4 separate regions of the Sus scrofa genome follow, and regions 2, 3 and 4 are each linked to region 1. The links are chromatin contacts, called in public Hi-C and HiChIP or PLAC-seq maps. All regions are on one chromosome and are shown on one strand. Each heading gives the region's core, a stretch centred on a gene start, on an enhancer-like site or on the middle of the called end of the contact. The rest is flanking DNA. Distances are from core to core; before and after follow the strand shown.

The links. A called contact is a pair of places that touch in the nucleus more often than the background predicts. HiChIP or PLAC-seq counts read pairs in DNA pulled down with a chosen protein or histone mark.
Region 2: a contact with region 1 is called in an H3K27ac HiChIP or PLAC-seq map of alveolar macrophages. The contact joins the promoter of NFATC2IP here to the promoter of ATXN2L in region 1. A contact is called at or near these places in 2 of 47 Hi-C or Micro-C datasets (both in skeletal muscle) and 1 of 2 datasets of contacts at active chromatin or transcription factors (alveolar macrophages).
Region 3: a contact with region 1 is called in a Hi-C map of skeletal muscle, with 3 times the contacts expected there. The contact joins the promoter of RABEP2 here to the promoter of ATXN2L in region 1. A contact is called at or near these places in 3 of 47 Hi-C or Micro-C datasets (heart right ventricle, liver and skeletal muscle).
Region 4: a contact with region 1 is called in an H3K27ac HiChIP or PLAC-seq map of alveolar macrophages. The contact joins the promoter of SPNS1 here to the promoter of ATXN2L in region 1. A contact is called at or near these places in 2 of 5 promoter capture datasets (fetal liver and liver), 3 of 47 Hi-C or Micro-C datasets (heart right ventricle, liver and skeletal muscle) and 2 of 2 datasets of contacts at active chromatin or transcription factors (alveolar macrophages and skeletal muscle).

What each region holds. Positions count from the first base shown.
Region 1 is chr3:18,504,455-18,509,944 of Sscrofa11.1, forward strand. ATXN2L (ataxin-2-like protein) reads left to right here and starts at 1,638. Exons shown (of 21, transcript XM_021088041.1): 1 at 1,638-2,472; 2 at 3,967-4,003; 3 at 4,219-4,275; 4 at 4,356-4,427; 5 at 5,220-5,370. The coding sequence starts at 2,171.
Region 2 is chr3:18,608,122-18,613,797 of Sscrofa11.1, forward strand. NFATC2IP (nuclear factor of activated T-cells 2 interacting protein) reads left to right here and starts at 1,907. Exons shown (of 8, transcript NM_001244522.1): 1 at 1,907-2,299; 2 at 3,021-3,093. The coding sequence starts at 1,913.
Region 3 is chr3:18,584,998-18,590,300 of Sscrofa11.1, forward strand. RABEP2 (rab GTPase-binding effector protein 2) reads right to left here and starts at 1,262. Exons shown (of 11, transcript XM_021088049.1): 1 at 1-1,262. The coding sequence starts at 215.
Region 4 is chr3:18,628,285-18,633,372 of Sscrofa11.1, forward strand. It overlaps SPNS1 (sphingolipid transporter 1 (putative)), which reads left to right and starts at 1,362. Exons shown (of 13, transcript NM_001243020.1): 1 at 1,362-1,977; 2 at 2,076-2,141; 3 at 4,454-4,590. The coding sequence starts at 1,737.

The sequences.
Region 1 (5,490 bases), core at 388-2,887:
GCCAAGACAGGAACTCCTGGACTGTGTTATTTAGACATCCAGGAGACATAGTCCTGGATCCATTCACCTCACAGGTATTTAATTGACTGCCTGCATGGTGCTAGGTCTTGCAGAAGGAGCTGTGAATAAGAGCAAGATTCCAATTGTTAGGAGCTGACACCAGCAGGAAGACAGAATGAAAACCACTCATAGAATGAAGCTGGGAAAATTGCTGGGCAAACACACAGGAAGGGAACCTAACACTCTCAAAGCTAGGAGTCAGGCGGGATGAAGGAACACTACCCAAGAGCAAGGCAGACTTTGAGTGAAGTGTGTGCCTGTTTAGGGGAGAAATGAAAGCTGCAAGAGTCCCAATGCTGATGTCTGGAGTGAAGAGAGAGAAAGACACTGGAAGTTTATCTGGGATTGAAACCACAGACTCATCACTCCTCCACTCTATTTTCCACACTGCAAAGGGTAATCTTTTAAAAATTGAACCGGTTCTATCCCCGGCCCAGTACAGTGGATTAAGGATATGGCGTTGCCTCAGCTGTGGCGTAGGCTGCAGCTGTGGCTAGGATTTGATCCCATATGCTGCAGGTGTGGCCGTTAAAAAAAAAATAAAGTTCATTAAAAAAATGTAAATCTGGGAGTTCTTGTGATTCAACAGGTTAAAAATCCAACTAGTGGGAGTTCCCATCTTGGCTCAGCAGTTAACAAACCCGACTAGTATCCATGAGGATGCTGGTTCAATCCCCGGCCTCACTCAGTGGGTTAGAGAACTTGGCATTGCTGCAAGCAGTGTTGTAGCTCACAGATGTGGCTCTGGCCTGGTGTTGCTGTGGCCACTGCTTTGAGGATTATGCTCATGTCTCCTTAATATCTGGTCCCACGTTACTTAATTTTCCAGTTTCCTTTTTCAACCTCCTCCCTCTTTAATTTCATACTCCAGACATGCTGAAGTTTTCCTAACTTGTCACATCCTATGCCCCCTGCCTAGAAACCCATCACCCAGTGCTGAATTAGATGTCATTCCTATCTACTCTTAGTGCCCCGTGCTTCACCTAAGAGATCTAATTGTCTGAATCTACCACTAGTTTAAACTCCTTGACAAGGGCAGGAAGTAATTTCATTACAGTTATATCGAAAACACCTAGCCTAATGTCCTAATGACCAACTAATTTGAATGAATGAAGGCTACCTTCCTTGTCGAGTGGGGTGGAGGATTTTGAACTAGACTCTAGGAACTTTGGCCTTCAGACAGTCTCTTTGCTGCTAGTTTAAGAGTCCCGTTCCAGGGCGTGGAGAAATTACTATATTGAAAACCATATAATATAATTTAGAATTAGGCAGATATTTATCTCCAAACTGCTATCTTTAACGCCTATCAGGCTTTTATGTAAATCAGATAAGCTCCGAGAGTAGCTCCCCACGAAACTACCACCAGCTTCAGCGAAGTCCCGGGTCTACTCTCGGGATTTTTTTTTTTTTGCACTCAAGACTCCGCCCACAGGCCCCCGAATGGCGGAAGAACTGCACGCTACGTCGTGACTTCTCACAAGACTGCGGAGGCATCCCGACGCTACGCCGGCGGCGTAGGCGGGGCGGCCGGCTCTTCCTTCCTCTCTGCTGCTTCGGCTCCTCCCCCAGCGCTTCACACGCTCATTGTGAAGCGACAGCGGCCGGCAGTCTTCTGGGCTGCTTGAGATCTAGAGACCCTAAATCCTTGGCGCGCGTGAGCGCCCGCGCTGCTCCTCTCCCACTCCAAAGGCTAGAGGCGCGAGATTCACCTTTCTTTATTCCCTCCTCTGTCGCCCGGAGCTAACCGCCCCGGTGCGCTCGGACATCTCGCGCCGACGCTCCCTCCTCCCCGCCCCTCCCCCTTCGGGAGCTCCCGCCCGGGCGCTCCTCCCCCTCCCTTTTCCCCGGCGACGCGCACGCGCGCCAAGCCGGCTCGCGCCCTCTCGCTTTCCTCCGGCCCGCGAGACCCCCTCCCCTTCCGCCTCGCGGCGCTTCCTCGCGCCGCGGTCTTCTCTATCCACCCCCGACACCGCGGGGCTCGCCCCCGCCCGCCAACGGCGGGTCCCCAGCTTCCCAGTCCACCTCGCTTCCCGCGCTCTCCGGCGGGGCCCCAGCCCCGGCCTCCTCTCTCCCTCCCTTCCCCCTAATTCCCTTTCCGGACGCTGCCATCATGTTGAAGCCTCAGCCGCCACAACAGACCTCCCAGCCCCAGCAGCCGCCCCCCACGCAACAGGCCGTGGCCCGACGGCCTCCTGGGGGCACCAGCCCTCCCAACGGCGGCCTCCCGGGGCCCCTGGCCTCCACCTCGGCTCCCCCAGGGCCTCCCGCGGCCGCTTCCCCCTGCCTAGGGCCTGCAGCCGCTGCCGGGAGCGGACTCCGCCGGGGAACCGAGGGCATCTTGGCGCCACAGCCGCCGCCGCCGCAGCAGCAACATCAGGAGAGGCCAGGGGCAGCGGCCATCGGCAGCGCCAGGTGAGAACGTGTGGGTTTCCGGGCGCCGGAGCCAAGGTGGCCGAGACCTGTACACCGCGCGAGGCAGACCTCTAGCCTCTGGCCACCTTTGAGGGACGCCAGGGGGAGTGGGGAAATCCCGTGGAGCTGGGGGTGGGCCCTTCAGGTTCTAACAGGTCGGAGGAAAGCCTCCGCGGCTAGCCACCGGGACATTGAGGGTGCGCGCTCAGCTCTGAGCGACCAGTCACTGCTCGGGGCTTGGGCCTTAAGGGCAGGCAGGGCGCATCCCGCCAGCGGCGTCGGAACGAGTTGGGGGGGTGAAGAGGTGATAGGGGTCCCCGGCTCCATTACCACGAAGGGTCTCGCGGTCCGGAGCTTCAGCCAATGGGGAGTCAGCTGCGGGAAGGGGTCCCTGGCCGTAGCCAATGGAGGGGGGCGCGCGGCCCACAGTTTGGCCAATGGGGAGGGAGGGACTTGGGAGCGAGTTGCTACCTCCCCCTTCCCAGTCCGGCCAGTAGGAATGGAGCAGAGTGGGCGGGGGGGACGGAAGGAGGGACAAAACTGGGAGGACTGCGGGCCGGGAACCTCCAGCGCGCGCGCGCGCGCTTCCCGTACGTGCGCGCGGATGCTCAGTCTTATGACCCGGCCATTCTCGAGCCCCGGGTAACATAGAGGGCAGCTGCCGGGAGTGTGCTTGGACGGGTTCGCCGGGTGTTCTTGGATGAGTGGTGGACACCCCACTGTGTTTCTTCTGTTTGTGGGTTTATAGAATTGAGAGTGGAGGTACACGCAGGCGCAGTGGGTTGTGATCGCGGGAGGGGGGATTTTGAAGAGGCCCTAGGGCTTTAGTGCGCAGGCGCAGACCGGGCGAGGCCTCCCGGTGGAGAGCTTTTGCGGCTGCGCTGTCCCCCAGCCCCGCCAACGGCCCCCTGATCGTCCTCTTCAACCGACGGTTACATCAGCCAGCGAGGAGCAGGGTTACCAGGCGATTGGTGACCCCTTCCAGAGTGGGTAATAGGCTGAATGAGTAAAGAGATCGAGAGGGTGGATTGTAGAGGGAGTACCCCTCCTGCCAGGGTTTAGGGCGCAAGGCTACGGGAAATGATGGTCTTTTCTGTTGGGGAGGTAATAAATGCATGCCTGATCTAGGTACTCACTCTGTGAGCTTCTATCTTTACATCTGGGGTGGGCTGTTAGTTATCAAATATTATAGCATTTGTCTGTTGGAAGCATGCAGCCCTGGCCCTCTTGGAGAAAGTGAAAAGGTTGTGTTGAATTGGCTTTTGACAACCCTTGATGACTGAGGTCTGTTTTGCTGGCAATTGGAGGAAATGGCTTTTAATGTCCTTCTTGCTCTGAAGGTGAGATCTTGAAAGTAGTGTTGATTAATTGGTTTGTAGCCTAAGTGATTATCTTTACATGATATATGGTTCTAACATACCAGGTCCTTTGAAATCAATGGTACAAAAAGGATTGAGCATGAAATAACTAGCTCCTTGTTTCCTTTTCTTATAGAGGACAAAGCACAGGAAAGGGACCCCCACAGTCACCGGTGAGTGCCTTCTCCCCCTCACCCAAGGCACAGAGACCTAAAAGATGCACGGATGGGGATGTAGGGCAGATAAGGTGCAACAATAGTCAGATTGGTTGGGAATAGCAGGGGGCCCAGCACATATAAGGTGGATATTAGTGGACTGTGGGCATTTAGAAGGAAGGTGAGATGTTGACTGGCTGTTCCTTTATTTGTCTCTCCTTTGTTACTGACAGGTGTTTGAGGGTGTCTACAACAATTCCAGAATGCTGCATTTCCTTACAGCTGTTGTGGTAAGTGGGTACCTAAACTCTTAGGAATGTAATGCATCCGTTTGCTGGAGGCACTCGTCCTTATTTTCCCGCTCTTTCAGGGCTCTACTTGTGATGTAAAGGTGAAGAATGGTACCACCTATGAAGGTATCTTCAAGACACTGAGCTCAAAGGTCAGTGTACTCAAACTGGCTTATTTTTGGAGAGCACGCCAATGCTAACCACTAGACCACCTGGGAGTGTTGAGTTAGTTTCTTTTTAGAGTTGGCATGGGAGGAAGTGGAGGAGAGTGAAATAGGCTCATTGAAGATGTAAAATGAGTGGGGTTGGCCAACTTTGTGCCTGTTGCAGAATAGTGCTACATGGAATTAAAAGGCATGGGTTCAAGGAGTTCCCGGGTGGCCTAACAGTTAAGGATCTGGCATTGTCACTGCAGTGGCAAGAGTTCGATCCTTGGCCCAGGAACTTCCAGATGCTGCAGGCATGGCCAAAAAAAAAGGGTTTGAAATTTGGGGGTGGTGTCTTTTTAGGGTCACACCTGCAGCACTTGGAAGTTCCCAGGCCAGGTGTCATATCTGAGCTATAGCTGTTGGCCACAGCAATGCCAGATCGGAGCCTCATCTTCCACCTACACCACAACTCACAGCAACGCCGGATCCTTAACCCACTGAGGGAGGCCAGGGACAAACCCCTGTCCTCATGGGTATTGGTTGGGTTCATTACCACTGAGCCACAGTGGGAACTCTGAGGGCTGGTATTCTTGGATATTAAAATGCTCAAATTTTTAAAATGTGACTTTGTAAAGATTTTTGCTGAATAAGTTCCATGGCTGATGTCGAGAAGACAGTTCCTGTGAGAAGGTGTGTGGGGGAAAGTTTAAAAAGGATAAGATAAAAGTAGTCCTATTTTTGCCTTTACATTTCTTGATACTGACTCATGTGTGTTGGTGAATGGAACTTTTATAGTTTGAACTGGCAGTAGACGCTGTGCACCGGAAAGCATCTGAGCCAGCAGGTGGCCCTCGTCGGGAAGACATTGTGGACACCATGGTGTTTAAGCCAAGTGATGTCATGCTTGTCCACTTCCGAAATGTCGACTTCAATTATGCTACTAAAGGTATTTATTGGACCAGACTGTTAGGTCAGATCCATTTCTTGGGTAAAGAGCAGAGAACAGTTACACGGTGAATCTTCTCCCTGTTCCTCTGTATCCCCTTCCTTTATTTCTCAGGAAGAT
Region 2 (5,676 bases), core at 657-3,156, 100 kb after region 1:
TAAATTATGAGTTTGGGATTAGCAGAGACAAGCTACCACAGGAGTTCCCGTCGTGGCTCAGCAGTTGGCGAACCGGACTAGGATCCATGAGGATGCGGTTGGATCCCTGACCTCGCTCAGTGGGTGAAGGATCCCGAGTTGCCGTGAGTTGTGGTGTAGGTCGCAGACGCGGCTTGGACCCTGGGTTGCTGTGGCTGTGGCGTAGGCTGTGGCGTAGGCTGGCGGCTGCAGTTCTGATTGGACCCCTAGCCTGGGAACGTCCATATGCTGCAGAGGGTGTAGCCCTAAAAGACAAAAAGGCCAAAACGAACAAAAAACAACAAAACAAAACAAAACCAGAGACAAACTACAAGGTCCTCTGAACAGTGCAGGGACCGCTGCCCCAGTTTCCTCACCGGCTCTGCCTTGGTACACACTTGGTCCCTACAATCGCATCTATCAAGGAAAATAATATGAAAAAGAAAATATACATAAAACTGAATCACTTTGCTGTACACCAGAAAATAATACAACATTCAAAATCTACTATACTTCAATTAAAAAAAAAAATGGCTCCCAGGTCCTGGAGTTCTGAGACTGGCAAGAGGCTTATTTAGCCATTATAGAGATAAACGTACATTTTGAAAAGGACACAGAAAGAAATTGTGAAAGTAAAGGGAGAAGGGGGAGATCACTTCCCTTATTGCATCTCTAAGTGTTTGTAAGTCGGGTTGTGCTTAGGTATATGTTGTAGGAAGGTGTTGCAAGAGTTTATGCTGGAGTTCCCGTCGTGGCGCAGTGGTTAACGAATCTGACTAGGAACCATGAGGTTGAGGGTTCGGTCCCTGCCCTTGCTCAGTGGGTTAACGATCCGGCGTTGCCGTGAGCTGTGGTGTAGGTTGCAGACACGGCTCGGATCCCGCGTTGCTGTGGCTCTGGCGCAGGCCGGTGGCTACAGCTCCAATTAGACCCCTAGCCTGGGAATCTCCATATGCCGCGGGAGCGGCCCAAGAAATAGCAACAACAACAAAAGACAAATAAATAAATAAATAAATAAAAGAGTTTATGCTCTGGGAGTTCCCGTCATGGAGCAGTGGTTAACGAACCCGACTAGGAACCATGAGGTTGCGGGTTCAATCCCTGGCCTCGCTCAGTGGGTTAAGGATCTGGCGTTGCCGTGAGCTGTGGTGTAGGTCACAGACGCGGCTCGGATCCCATGTTGCTGTGGCTCTGGCGCAGGCCGGTGGCTACAGCTCCGATTAGACCCCTAGCCTGGGAACCTCCATATGCCGCGGAAGCGGCCCTAGAAAAGGCAAAAAAGAAGACAAAAAAAAAAAGTTTATGCTCTGTTGACATTGCCCGTGAAAAGCGTCTGCCTAGATGTCGGGCGTGAGGGAGGGTATGTATGCGAAGTAATTCGCAGAGCTGCGTGATGTTGAAGTATTAGTACGTGAGGAGAGGCATGTGCTCAAGGTTGCGTTTAAGTAAAAATAGCCCACCAAGCGGTTGGGAGAAAGAATAATGGGAATACCCGCGGAGTCCGCGTTTTTCAAAAGGAATTCCCAGCCCGCCCCCATCCACTCTAGCCTGTGGGCTTTCGGACTACAATTCCCAAGATGCCTCGCTCCTCCACCAACCAGGAAAGGCTGCTCAGGACGAGAGACAGCCCGGCCAATGGGCCAGCCGGGCCGAATCGAAACCTGCGCTGATTGAACCGAGTCTGACTGGAATCTTTGGCGGCTTGGTTTCAGTGGTGAATGCATGATGGGCGGGTGTGCAGCGACCAGTGAAAAGGCGGAGGGGTGGATCCGGAGAGTGTGGGCGGGGAGAGGTGCTGACTAGCAGGCGGTTCGCCCAATGAAGGGCGGAAGCCCCTGGACGCGGTCGGGCGAGTCTACTAGAGGCGGGCGACTGCGGGAACCGAGTATGTACCATGGCGGAGCCACTGAGGAAACGGGGCCGGCGGTCCAGAGGCGGCGGTGTTGGCCGAGGGACTCGGGGGTCCCGGGGCGGCCGGGGCCGGCGACCTCAGTCCCAACGATCTCCAGCTCGACGCACCCTGGACCCAGAGCTTGTGGACTTGGTCAGCGACAGCGATGAGGATGTTTTGGAGGTCGCCACGGCGCGCGGCGCTGCGGACCCGGCCGAGGTCCCACTCCCCGAAACCCCGGTGCCGGCCGCGCCCCGGGACGACAGCGACAGCGACAGCGAAGGGGCGGACGCAGGGCCAGCTGGAGCCCCTCCGATCCTGATCAGGCGGCGGAGGCGGCTGTTGCTGGATCCGGGGGAGGCACCTGCGGTTCCAGTGTACTCCGAGAAGGTGCCGCCGGGTCCCCGGGAGGGTTAGCGCGGAAGAGTGGGTTCTTACAGTGCCGAGGGTAGGATTTTGGGGTTGGTCTTGGGGACTAAAGGGAAGCAGGGGCTAGGGCCTTGGAGGCAGAGAGATGCAGGGTTTCTGGGGTTTCTGCACATTGGGAAGGTAAAGGGATCTGGAGTGTGTCGAGAGTTTGGGAATCCCCGGGAGCTGGAACATCGCGGGTAAAGAGAGGCTAAGGCGCTGGGATCCCTGGTGCTTCAGAGAAGGGCTTTGAGGACCTGGGGCTGGGATATAGGGCATGTTGGATTTTAAGGCTGGGACCCATTGCTAAGGATCCAGGAGGATGAGGGCTGGAGTCTGTGGAAATTCACAGAGGACTGGGGATCCAGGAGGCTGGAGTCCCCACGTGGTAGGATGAGCAGGGGTGGGGTGGGGTGCTAGGATCTCCAAGGATTCTAAAGTAGCGGGATGGCTAGCACCCTCATAAAAAAAAGACCTCTAAACTTGCACCCTTAGAGTGCATTGGCCAAAGGGGTGTGGGAGTCAAGGTGTCCAATTTTGGATCCTGGGGAAGCTGAGCCTCCTGAATCTCCGGGGTAGGGTTGGGGTGTCTGCATCCTTAGGGAGGAAGTGGGAGCTGGAGGAGGCCTGAGTGTGGGGGAAGAGTGGGCCCCAGTTTTCGCCTTTAAGTGGGGGGAGGATTTGATCTATTGTTTCTTTGCAGGTGAAAAGCAGCCTCCACCTCATCCCAGATCACGTGTCCCTCCTGAAATTCTGTCCCCCAGAGACTGAGGAAGGTAAGGGAGGCCTTCCAGGGAGCGGCGCCCACCCTGGTCTCTCCAAGGAGACTTCCTGGAGTTTACATCTCTGCAGTTAGTTGTTTCCCAAGTCTCAGGGGAAGGACCTGGGAGAGGTGACTAGCCTCTCTGACTAGCACCCTAGCCAGAAAAAGCTGTTGTCCTGAAAGGAGCTGGATGGGGTGTTTTGTGTTTGTTTGTTTGTTTGTTTATGGCTGTACCCGAGGCATGTGGAAATGCCCAGGCCACGGATGAAAGACCAAACCCACATCGCACCTGCGACTAGAGCTGCTGCAGTTGGATTCTTAACCCACTGTGCCACTGCGGGAATTCCAGGAGCTGGATTGTTAACCAGAGGGCACCGAAAGTACTGTCAACACCCCCTTCCCCTGGCGTTCCCGTCGTGGCTCAGTGGAAACGAATTTGACTAGCATCCATGAGGACGCAGGTTTGATCCCTGGCCTCTCTCAGTGGGTTAAGGGTCTGGTGTTTCATGAGCTGTGGTGTATGTAGGTCACAGACGCGGCTCAGATCTGACATTGTTGTGGTTGTGGCGTAGGCCAGTGGCTACAGCTCTGATTCAACCCCTAGCCTGGGAACCTCCATATGCTGTGGGTGTGGCCCTAAAAAGACAAACAAACAAACAAACAAAAACCCTTCCCTCAACTCTTAACAGGCATAGGAGTGTGCAAATATACAAATTCCCCGGGTGCCATCTACAGAGATCCTGATGCTGTAATCCTGGAAGCAGGGGAGGGGGAGGTGGTGAGAATCTGTAACATTTTGTTACATCTGCCACAAGTCTCTGGAGCCAGCAGGGTGTTCTTTGAATCATATCAGGGCCGCCCAGCTGATGTCCTCCCCCAGGGATGGGATTTTTTTGCAAACCACTCAAGGGCAGTGAATAGAAATCAAGTCTAATAGGACAGTGATCTCATGGGCCCACACAGGCCTTGGACTAGGACTTTTTGTGCCATGAGGGAGTATGGTAGGGTGATTAAGAGCTGATTTAGGGGAGTTCCCTTTGTGGTGCAGCAGAAACAATCCAACTAGTATCCATGAGGATGCTGGTTCCCTCCCTGGCCTCGCTCAGTGGGTTGGGGATCCAGTGTTGCCATGAGCTGTGGTGTAGGTTGCAGACATGGCTTGGATCCAGTGTGGTGTAGGCGGGGCAGCTGCAGCTCTGATTGACCCCCCAGCCTGGGAACCTCCATATGCCGCAGGTGAAGCCCCTAAAAAGCAAAAAAAAAAAAAAAAAAAAAAAAAAGAGCTGATTTAGGAACCAACAGGCCTGGGTTGGAATCCCAGCTCTACCCCTTCGTAGCTGTGTGACCTTGGGCAAGTGAATCTCAATGCTTCAATTTCCTCATCGGCAAAATGGGGACAAATAATGGATGTATGTCAAAGGATTTGGGTGAGAATTAATTAAAGAGAATATATAGAAATCCCCCTCTTGGGCTACATATATGCTGTAGGACAGTAGCGGGTACACAGAAATACAAAGGTACCTCTGTCCTTGCTACTCAAAATGTGGGCCCAGGAGTGCTGGGCATCCTTCAGGAGCTTGTCAGAAATGCAGAGTCTCAGGCTTCTGGAAGCTACGAGGATGGGGTTTCTCAACCTCAGCCCTCCTGACGTTTGGACTGGATAATTTTTTTTTTTTTTTTTTTTGTCTTTTTGCCATTTCTTGGGCTGCTCCCACGGCACATGGAGATTCCCCGGCTAGGGGTCCAATCGGAGCTGTAGCCGCCGGCCTACACAAGAGCCACAGCAACGCGGGATCCGAGCCTCATCTGCAACCTACACCACAGCTCACGGCAACGCCGGATCCTTAACCCACTGAGCAAGGCCAGGGATCGAACCCGCAGCCTCATGGTTCCTAGTCAGATTCGTTAACCATTGAGCCACGATGAACTGGATAATTCTTGGACTGGATAATTCTTTGGGTGGGGCTGTGTCTACACTGTGTGATGTTTAGGAGATCCTGACCTCCGCTCACCAGATGCTAGTGTTACACCCCAACCTCCTCTTCCCCGCCCCTTTGTGACAACCAGAATTGCCTCTAGACATTGCCACCTGTCCCTTGGGAGGCCAGATTGCCCCTGGTTGAGAACCACTGCTCTAGGATTTATCATCACTGTTTTGTAGTCACAATATTTTTTTTTTTTTTTAAATAATCAATGATGATCTTTTATTGTGGCAGGCAAAGGGAAAAGTGCTTCTATATCCTAGAATAATACCTGGTTTCCTTTTATAAGACATTTAAGTTAAATGGAACAATGTAAAGAAATATATTAAGTAATACAGAGATATGGCAAAATATGATCATGTCATATGGAGGAAATTTGAGAAATGTGGGTTTAGAAGGACTGTATTTATCTCTCCCTCATTCCCTCCCAGCTGTACACCCTGCCTCCCACCCTTAGACTCACGTAGTCTTGCTGTGTCCATCACATTGCGTGTAGAAAGAAAATAAAATAATTTTTTGGGTTTTTTGTGTGTGTTTTTAGGGCCACACCTCTGGCATATGGAAGATGGAAGTTCCCAGGCTAGGGGTCAAATCAGAGCTGCAGCTGCCAGCCT
Region 3 (5,303 bases), core at 12-2,511, 80 kb after region 1:
GGCTGTTTCCGGATCCGCTCGGCTGTTTCCGGATCGGTCCTGGGCTCGAGGCAGAGGCCGGAGTTGGGGGGGGGATGGCGAGCCTCGGCCGAAGATTTCCGAGTCGAAGCCGAAGCCGGACAGCGGCCCAGGCCCCGCCCCTTCTCGCTCTCTTTCCTGAGCCGCGCTGTTGAAGAAGGACACCTGTCCTTCAAACCCCGAAGAAGTTCTTTCATCGAAGGCTTTGTGGCGTCTCCGCGTGACCTTGGAAGCTGGGCTTAAATTACACCTCCTCTGAAACGCCCGCTGGCCTCGGCTTAAGGAGGGCGAAGTTCCTGTGGTTTCTCCTGCGCTCGGGAACCGGCCCCTTTGATCCGTCCCTGGCCACCCTTCCGCCGGAGCTTGGATCACGTTACAGCCAATTGTGGTCGGACCTTCCTGCACCTCTGCTCTGGTGGAGCGTTCTTCGGGGCAGGGCTGCTGGATCGTCTTCACTTTTTCTGGGCGCCTGGGTCCCCGCGTTGTCAGTCGTAGAAGTCAGAAACTTCCATGTCCCCACCCCCACTTTGATATTCAGCCAGTCACCGCTTCCTGCTAATCCTCCTCCCCTCCCAGTGCCTTTCAAATCCCTCCTTTCCTCTCTCGGCCACTGCCCTGGGTCAAGCTCTCATTATATATGTGACCTCTCCCTCCAACAGCCGGCCCGACATCTCTCCTTGGCTGGTGACAAGCAGCTCAGACTTACGTCTCAAGCCTTGATTCCCCTTCTCCCAAACCTGTTTCTTCCTCTGTTAAGTACACACCAGGCGGTTTTTCGTGTCCTCCTGCAAGCCGTGTAAACTGTACCTCCAAAGCACTAAATATTCCAGAATGGACTCCTTTGTCTTCATCCCCAGCGCTAACACCCAACCCCAGTACCCATCATCTCTCTCCTGAACTTCCACACTGCCTCTGCTCCCCTTGTGTCCCCTTTCGGCCCCATTAGTTAATTATCAAAGCAATTAGAGTGATCTTTGTAAAGCAGATCACGTCTCATCCCCGCTTAAAATCTGGTTCAATCCAATTTGAAAATGGGCACAGTACACAAATAGTCGTTTCTCTGATGTTGCAGATGGCAAATGTGTGCCTGAGAAGACATTCAACATCTTAGCCATTAGGAAGAGCAAAGTTCCTTTGCACACCTAGCATGATGGCTAACATTTTAAGAGGCATGATACCAAATGCTGGTGAATTGATGAAACTGGGTTTCTCATGTATTCTTGATGGGGATGTCAAATCAGATAGCCTCTGTAGAAAAGGGTATGATGGGGAGTTCCCGTTGTGGCTCAGCAGAGATGAATCCGACTAGGAACCATGAGGTTGCGGGTTCAAACCCTGGCCTTGCTCAGTGGGTTAAGGACTCGGTGTTGCCGTGAGCTGTGGTGTAGGTCGCAGACACGGCTCGGATCCTGCATGGCTGCGGCTGTGGCTGTGGCGTAGGCCAGCGGCCACAGCTCCGATTCGACCCCTAGGCTGGGAACCTCCACATGCCATGGGTGCGGCCCTAAAAAAAAAAAAAAGAGAGAGAGAAGAAAAGGGTGTGACAGAATCTTAAAAACTAAACATGAGCTTACTTGAACACACCAAGTTTTGCTCCACCCCAGGCCTTGGCTCAGAAGTCACCTGCTCAACGAAGCCTTCCCTGCCCACCCTCTCTAAAGCAGCCACCTCTATCACCTGTCCACAATTTGATCACATTAAAGATTTCTCATCACCTGAAATTGCTTGATTGTTTGCTTACTTTTTAAAGCCACACCTGTGGCATATGGAAATTCCTTGGCTAGGGGTTGAACCGGAGCTGCAGCTGCCAGCCTACACCATAGCCATAGCGATGCTGGATCCAAGCCGGGTCTGCAACCTACCCTATAGCTCACGGCAATGCCAGATCCTTTAACCCAGTGAACAAGGCCAGGGATTGAACTCGAATCCTCATGGATACTAGTGGGGTTTGTAACCTACTGAGCCACAACGGGAACTCCCCTGAAATTGTTGGTTAACTTGTTTATTATCTGTCCCCCTTTAGCCTTGTGTGGCCCCAGGGTTTGAATGGAAGCTCCATGAGATTAGGAATCTTGGCTTTCTAGTCCCCTATTATTTCCCCAGCACCCCACAGAGTGCCCAGCAGATAAACAGTAGTAAACATTTGGTGAATGAATGAATGAACACTTTCCTTACTGATCTCTCTGGCCTCCCTCCAGCCCCCCTACTTCCCCACCACATGGCAGCCAGGGGGGATTTTATTTTATATATTTTTAAATTTTTTTTTTTGTCTATTTTTATTTTGTCTATTTAGGGCCGTACCTACGGCATATGCAGTTTCCCAGGCTAGGGGTCAAATTGGAGCTGTAGCCATCACAGTCACAGCAATGGGGGATCCAAGCCACATCTGTGACCTACACCACAGCAGGATCCTTAACCCACTGAGCAAGGCCAGGGATCAAACCTTCATCCTCATGGATACTAGTCAGATTAATTTCCGCTGAGCCATGACAGGAACTCCGGGGGGCGGGGGGGGGGGGAGATTTTAGAAAATGCAAATCTGCCCATGTCTATTGATGGCTTACAAATCCCCTAGAGCTTCTTGCCCTCAGAATAAAGTTCAGGCTCCTGTGTATATAGTAAGATTTATGGGGGAGGGGAGAAAATGATGTCTGTAAATCAGGCTCCAGTCAGCAATGAGGCTTGGTATCCTGAGGCCCTGGGAGTCACTGAAGGCTGTAGAGCAGGGGAAGCACAGGGAAACCCTCTGTGTGGAATGCAGATGGGAAGTAAAAGAGATAGAAGACAGAAAGTTGGAGTTCCCGTCGTGGCGCAGTGGAAACAAATCCAACTGAGAACCATGAGGTTCAGGGTTCTATCCCTGGCCTCGCTCAGTGCATTAAGGATCTGGCGTTGCTGTGATCTGTTGTGTAGTTTGCAGACCTGGCTTGGATCTGGCGTTGCTGTGGCTGTGGCATAGACCAGCGGCTACTACAGCTCACATTTGACCCCTAGCCTGGGAAGCTCAATATGCCTTGGGTGGGCCCTAAAAAGCAAAAAAAGAGAATCCACAAAAGAAGCTGTTAAAATGGTTCTGGTTGAGAAGGAAGGAGTCCAAAAAGAGGAGAAAATTGATTCTAGAAATATCGAGGATAGAAAATGGACTAACTTTGGTGACTAAGTGCATAGGGGAAAGAGAAAAGAAAGTTTTCTTTCATTCTTCTTAACTTCTTTCTTTTTTAAAAAATTGAGGTATAGTTGGAGTTCCTGCTGTTGCACAGTGGGTTAGGAATCCCACTGCAGCTGCTCGGGTCGCTATGGAGGTGTGGTTTGGATCCCTGGCCCAGGAGCTTCCATGCTTGGCTATAAAAAAATAAAATAAAACAGGAGTTCCCATTGTGGATCAGCAGGTTAAGAACCAAACATAGTATCCATCAGGATGCAGGTTTGATACCTGGCCTCGCTCAGTGGGTTAAAGGCCCGGCATTGCTGCAAGCTGTGGCAGAGGTTGCAGAGGCAGCTCGGATCTGGTGTTGCATGGCTGTGGTGTAGGCCGGCAGCTGCAGCTCGGATTTGACCCCTAGCCCGGAATTTCCACATGCTGTTGGTGCAGCCCTAGAAAGAATAGAAAACACATAAAATAAAATTGAAGTATTGTTGATTTACAATATTGTGTTCGTTTCAGGTGTACAGCAAAGTGATTCGGTTTTATTTTTATTTTTTCAGATTATTTCTCTTATAGGTTATGACAAGATATCGACTATAGTTCTACGTTATACAGTAAATCCTCGTTGCTTATCTATTTTATGTACAGTAGTTCATACCTGTTAATCCCATATGCCTAGTTTATCCCCCCCTTCCGCCTTTGGTAACCATAACTAACTTCCTTCCTTTATACAACAAATACTTATTGAGCACCTACTGAATGCCACTGAACACAGTAAGACCTCTGTTGTAGCAGAGTGAATATTCTAGGACAGGAGGCCAATGAAAAGACTGAAAAATAAACAAGCGGACTTTGGGATTGGGGTAAATGCTGGGAAGGAAATAAAACAGTCATGTGAAATTCAAAGTACTTGGCGGGGGGGTGGAGTTCCCGTCGTGGCTCAGTGGTTAATGAATCCGACCAGGAACCATGAGGTTGCCGGTTCGATTCCTGGCCTTGCTCTGTGGGTTAAGGATCCGGCGTTGCCCTGAGCTGTGGTGTAGGTTGCAGATGCGACTCGGATCCCTGCTGGCTGTGGCTCTGGCATAGGCCAGTGCCTACAGCTCCAATTCAACCCCTAGCCTGGGAACCTCCATATGCCGCGGGAGCAGCCCAAGAAATGGCAAAAAAAAAAAAAGACAAAAACAAACAAAAACAAAGTACTTGAGGGGGTTAAGAAAGGCCTCTCTGAGGAAGTGACATTTGAACTGACTCTTGAGTGATGGACAGAAGCCAGTGGAGCGAAGAGCCGAGGGGAGATCCAGGAAGAAGAGCAGCCAGTGCAAAGGCCCTGGGTCAGGGGCAGCGTGGCGGAGGGTGGGTGGGGGGGACATGTCATCAGGGGCAGCCTCCCTCAGGCCTTTGGAGGCCATGGTTTGGAGTGTTTTCTTTAGGCAGAGGAAAGTCAAGGGATGTTCTAAGCAGGAGCCGACGTGCTTTAGCAAGAAGATGCTGCCTGTGAGGCAGCTGGGAAGTTAGGGAAGGGATCAGAGAGATTCTGTTGAATGAAAGGCAGGTGGGTCTTGTCCCCTCAGCCATCCATGTCCCCACACCCTACTCTTTCCCCTCCCAGCCACCCCAACCTGACCGAAGGGAAATGGGGGCCCTGACAGCTGGAGGGTCCCCTGGGGTTTGCCTGAGGCAAACAGGAAGCCACAGCCCAGCAAGATGGGCCTGGGAACCGGCAACAGAGAAAGCATGTCTCCTGGGTCCCTGGCCCTTTTCCCTGGGTGACTGCAGCAGTGACAGACACAGAGAGTCACATGCACAGAGGAAGAGAGAGAGAGAGAGGTGTTGCAGAAGAATAGATTTAAGAGACAGACAACAAGAAGTGGCATGATGAACAGTACAAAAAAGTCCTGTTGGGGGACAGCCCGGAAGGCCCACCCTTTTGGAGGCATGAGAAGGGAACTGTCTTTGAAAAAGTAGGGAATAGGAGTTCCCGTCGTGGCTCAGTGGTTGATGAATCCGACTAGGAACCATGAGGTTGCGGGTTCGATCCCTGGCCTTACACAGTGGGTTAGGGATCCAGTGTTGCCGTGAGCTGTGATGTAGGTTGCAGATGCGGCTCGGATCCCACGTTGCTGTGGCTCTGGCATAG
Region 4 (5,088 bases), core at 112-2,611, 120 kb after region 1:
AATAAAAGTTCTTTATACACCTGGATATAAGTCACTTGTTGGATACATGCTTTGCAAATACTTCCTTCCAGTCTGTGGTTTGCCTTTTCATTTGACAGGTGCAATTTTACATGTGTATGGATAGCTGTCCCCTTCAGATAAGCTCCAGATAAATCTGCATTTGCCTGACACCGGATACAATGCCAGGCATAGAGTACACGCTCAACAGTACTGAGGAAATTCAGTGAATACAATCTGAAATCCCTCTCCATCTCTTTCTTTTAGGCCCACATGGCAGACTAGGCTTAATGTTCTGAAACATGAAGTACCTCCTGGGGCAATACCAAGTAGGTCCGGGACTCAGGTTTCAGGTAAGGCCTCTTGGGGGCCTCAAGATCTTAGGAGACTAGAATTTCAGCAGAGGGGCTTAGAGGTCTGGTTGGAAGAGGGATCTTGAAGTTGTATTTGCATAGAACTTCACTAATTTTACTTAGAGTGTATGTTTATCAGCTGTAGCTTGGTGATTGGGGCAGGGAGGTGCCAAGCAACCAAGCTGTTTTGGTGCCAAGGCTCTGTAGTCTTTGAGCCCAGTCTGCAGCTTGGCCTCCTGAGCCCCTGACTGTTCCAAGAGAGACCATTAGAAGGCGCAAGGGCTTCGGTCCCGTTAGAGGTGAGGGAAAAACCGACTCCACACGCGGTGGATAAATTCTGGGGAGGCTTTCTTCAACGCCTGCAGGGAAAGCTCAGGGGTTTAGAGGGAGCTGACCGGGGCCAGGCAAGAGGCCAGGACTGGGAGCCGCTGTTCACCATTCATTCATCACTGAGCATGTATGAAGCCCCAAACGGACACAGAAGGTAAGAGCGTAAGAACTGTTCCTTGCATATGGAGTTCCCAGGGGTCGAATGTGAGCTGTAGCCACCGGTCTACACCAGAGCCACAGCAACGCGGGATCCGAGCCGCGTCTGCGACTTACACCACAGCTCACGGCAACGCCGGATCCTTAACCCGCTGAGAAAGGCCAGGGATCGAACCCGCAACCGCATGGTTCCTAGTTGGATTCGTTTTGGCTGTGCCAGGACGGGAACTCCAATTTCCAGACCCTTTTAACATTCCATTATCTAATCTGATCTCGTTCGATAAGAAGCAGGCCTTGCAGATAAGGAAGCCGAGATTCAGACGGGCAGGGACTCGCACTAGGTCACCTAGACTCCTTTAGGTCGTCTGTCGGTCCTGCCTGAAAAACTGGGTGGAGAGCTCCCGCTGCGCCCTCAGTCACGTGATGCGAGAGCGGCTGAGAAGCCGCAGGGGCGCGCGCGGCCTCCGTAGTCGCGTCGGGGCTGACCCACCTTGGCGTTCACCGCCCCCAGCCCAGCTCTGGTGTCACATGACCGGCTCTTAGGCAACATGGCGGCGGCCGTGGGGCAGAGCCGGGGCTGAGGGATCGCGAGTGGGCTCCTACCGGGGGTGAAGGGTGCCTCAGCTGGGGGAGTAGGGGACTCGAACCTCAACCCATTCCTGTCCCCGACCTCACCGGGTTCCACTCTTCTCCTCCGCGCGGTGTGTCTGCCGGGGCGGGGACGCATGATAGAGCCCGGGTTCCATCCCCGGTGCTCTGGGCTTCGGGGCAAGCTCCTCCCGGTCTCCCGGCGCACCTGCTTTGCCTGGGTTCCCCCTCCATCCTCCTTTCTCCAGCCTCCTCCCCACGCAGGGATCGTCAGTGGGACCGGAGCGCGGGCGGGCGCGACCCCCCGGGACCATGTCCGGGTCCGACTCCACGCCCTTCCTCAGCCAGGCGGATGACACGGATGACGGACCGGCGCCCGGCATCCCGGGCTTGCCGGGGCCCATGGGGAACCCGAAGTCCGAGGATCCCGAGGTCCTGGACCGGGAGGGACTGCAGCGCATCACGGGCTTGTCTTCAGGCCGCTCGGCTCTCATAGTGGCGGTGCTGTGCTATATCAACCTCCTCAACTACATGGACCGCTTCACCGTGGCTGGTACTGACTTCAGGGAGAAAGTTAGAAGAGGGGAAGGGAGCGGGTTTCCGAAGGTGGGGCGGCCTCGGCCAGCGCATCCTGAGTCTTCTTCTTCCCAGGCGTCCTTCCGGACATCGAGCAGTTCTTCGACATCGGAGACGGTAGCTCCGGCCTCATTCAGACCGGTGAGTGGAGGTTCCCTCCTGGGGGCACAGCAGATCTTTTATCTTGTCTACTCCAGTTGGGGCTGCATCCTGGCATGCCTGGGGAGTCATTTGTGCGAGGTACCGTGGCCAGAGGGCTGTGATTTTTGCCCTGAGGCGGTCCTGTTGAGTTAGGAGCCATATTTACAGAGAATTAAAGAGGGAGTCAGTTCATTGTCACGGTGAAGTCAGACCTGGGTTTCAATCTCAGCTTTCCACGTAATGTGATCGCTGGCAAGGCTCTCAATCTCTCTAAGCCTCACTTTCCTTGTGGGTGAGATGGAGTTCGTAATAACCCAGCTCACCCCTTGGGACCGATGTGAGGGTTAGATGAGATAGTGCTGGTGAAGTGCATAGGACAGTGTTGGAAAATGCTGGGCACCCAGTAAATAATGGAGCAGAGTGTCTGGAAAGGGGAGAGGTGAGTTTTACTTGTTCAGAACTTGGGATTTGTGGGAGGGCCAAAGCCAGGGCCAAGTCTCTTTTCCTTCCTTCTCTCCTTCATTTCTGTGCTGGTAGCAGGTGGAGGCCCTGGAGCTAATAACATCCAAAGAACTTGGCCAAACCTTTTACACCCATTGTCTTCTAATCCTTTTATCAGCCAAGGAATCCTTATTATTATTTTATAGAGGCAGTAGGTAGTATTATCTGCATTTATATAAAGAAACTGAGGCTAGGAGAAGAGTTAAGACTTGCCTGGGGTCACACAACAAAAGGCAGAAGAGGAGTTGGAAACCAGGTTTTGCAGTGTTTTTTTTTTTTTTTTTTTTTTTTTTTTTTTTTTTTGCTGCCCTCCAGGCTGCTAAGGAACTGGAGGTATTTAAGCCAACGTTCCATGGAATGAAAATGAGATCATAGGTCCAGGTCTGCAAAGCTCTTAAAAGTTGTTGAGTTTAGGGGAGCTCCCATTGTGGCTCAGTAGAAATGAATCTGACTAGTATCCACGAGGATGTGGGTTTGACCCCTGGCCTCACTCAGTGGGTTAAGGATCCGGTGTTGCTGTGAGCTGGGGTGTACGTCACAGACAAGGCAGCTTGGATCTGGTGTTGCTGGGCTGTGGCATAGGATGGCAGCTGCAGCTCCAACTCGACCCCTAGCCTGGGAACTTTCATATGCTGCAGATGCAACTCTAAAAAAAAAGAAAGAAAGAAAAAAAATTTTTTTTTTTTTTGGTCTTTTCTAGGGCCGCTTCTGCGGCATATGGGGATTCCCAGGCTAGGGGTCTAATCGGAGCCATAGCCACGGGCCTAAGCCAGAGCCACAGCAACGCGGGATCCAAGCCGCGTCTGCGACCTACGCCACAGCTCACTGCAACGCTGGATCCTTAACCCACTGAGCAAGGCCAGGGATCGAACCCGCAACCTCATGGTTCCTAGTCAGACTCGTTAACCGCTGCGCCACGACGGGAACTCCAAAAAGTTGTTGAGTTTAGATAAGAAACAGGTTTTTCTCAGCAGCCCCGTTCATGTTTTCATGCAACACAAGTGTGTTGAGCACCTGTTTTGTGCTGGGCAGTAACTGTTCAGTAAAAGAAGACAGAACAAATGTGGTAAAGACAATGGATATGTGATGGATGGGAAGGTTTCTGAGCTGAAGGTGAAGGAGCTTAGTTAGGTCTGTGAAGCTCAGAGAAGAGGAGAGACCATTCCAGACAGTGAGGACAGCAGGTGCCCAAAGCCTTAAGATGGTATTGAATCTGGCAGTTGGACCTTTGGGAGGCAGCGAGGGATGAATGTGAGGTTGAGAAGGTAGCGAAGGGCCAGATCAGATAAGTGTGTTTTGGCCAAGATACGGAGTTTGGATTTTGTTCTCGACTGGATGAAAGTGAGGCGTCAGCTGCGCCATCCCTTCTACGGTGGAAGATTTGAAAGATGTTTCAGGAGTTCTCTTGTGGCTCACGGGGTGAAGAACTGGCTAGTATCCCAGAGGATTTGGGTCCAATCCCCGGCCTCGCTAGGGTTAGGGATCTGGCGTTGCCATAAGCTGCAGCGTAGGTCACAGATGCGGCTCCGATCTGGCATGGCTGTGGCTGTGACCAGCAGCTACAGCTCCAATTGGACCCCTAGCCTAGGAACTTCCATATGCCACAGGAGCACCCCTAAAAAAAAAGACAAAAAAAAAAAAGAATGTTTCAGATGGGGCCGGGCTCCCCGCTCCCTGCCACCACACTTAGGAAGCTCTGGTAGTTTCTGGGTGGGAATTATTTCCCCCCCGCCCCCGCTTCTTCCCTGAGCTGGGGTGGGGGTTGGGGTAGGAATACTGGGGCTGGGCTGTGACTCTCTGCTTCCCCCCAGTGTTCATCTCCAGTTACATGGTGTTGGCACCTGTGTTTGGCTACCTGGGTGACAGGTACAATCGGAAGTATCTCATGTGCGGGGGCATTGCCTTCTGGTCCTTGGTGACACTGGGGTCATCCTTCATCCCCAAAGAGGTGAGGTCCCACGCTGGCTCCTGCTTCTGCCCCCCACCCCACCCCCGCCTCCTCCATCAGTCTTTGCTGTTGTTCTTTGGAGTCACTGAAGACAGGACCAAGGGAGCTTGTGCAATTTCCTTGGTCCAACTTCTATCCCCTCCTTGCCTGAGTTATCCGCCTATCCCCTCCTCTCCCCTTTTATTCCAGAACCTTCTTCCGTCCGTCATCCCTTCTCCCCCTGACCATTGACTCTTCCCACTGCACACTTAAAACACTCAGGTTTCTCTGCCACGAGAAGGACCTTATCGACCGCCCTCTCTCCATCTTCCTCTTCCCGAAAGGACCCCTGGACTAGCTCCAGTCTGGGTGAAAGAGCAGCCAGAAGGAAGCTCTTCTTTGCCTGCCCTTCCTCTCCTCCCTCTCCCCCCTTGAGCGCTGCTGGTTAACCTGCCCCCACCTGGCCACTGCCAAAGTCAACAGCGCCCTCTCAATTGCTAACTGTAGCTCCTATTTCCT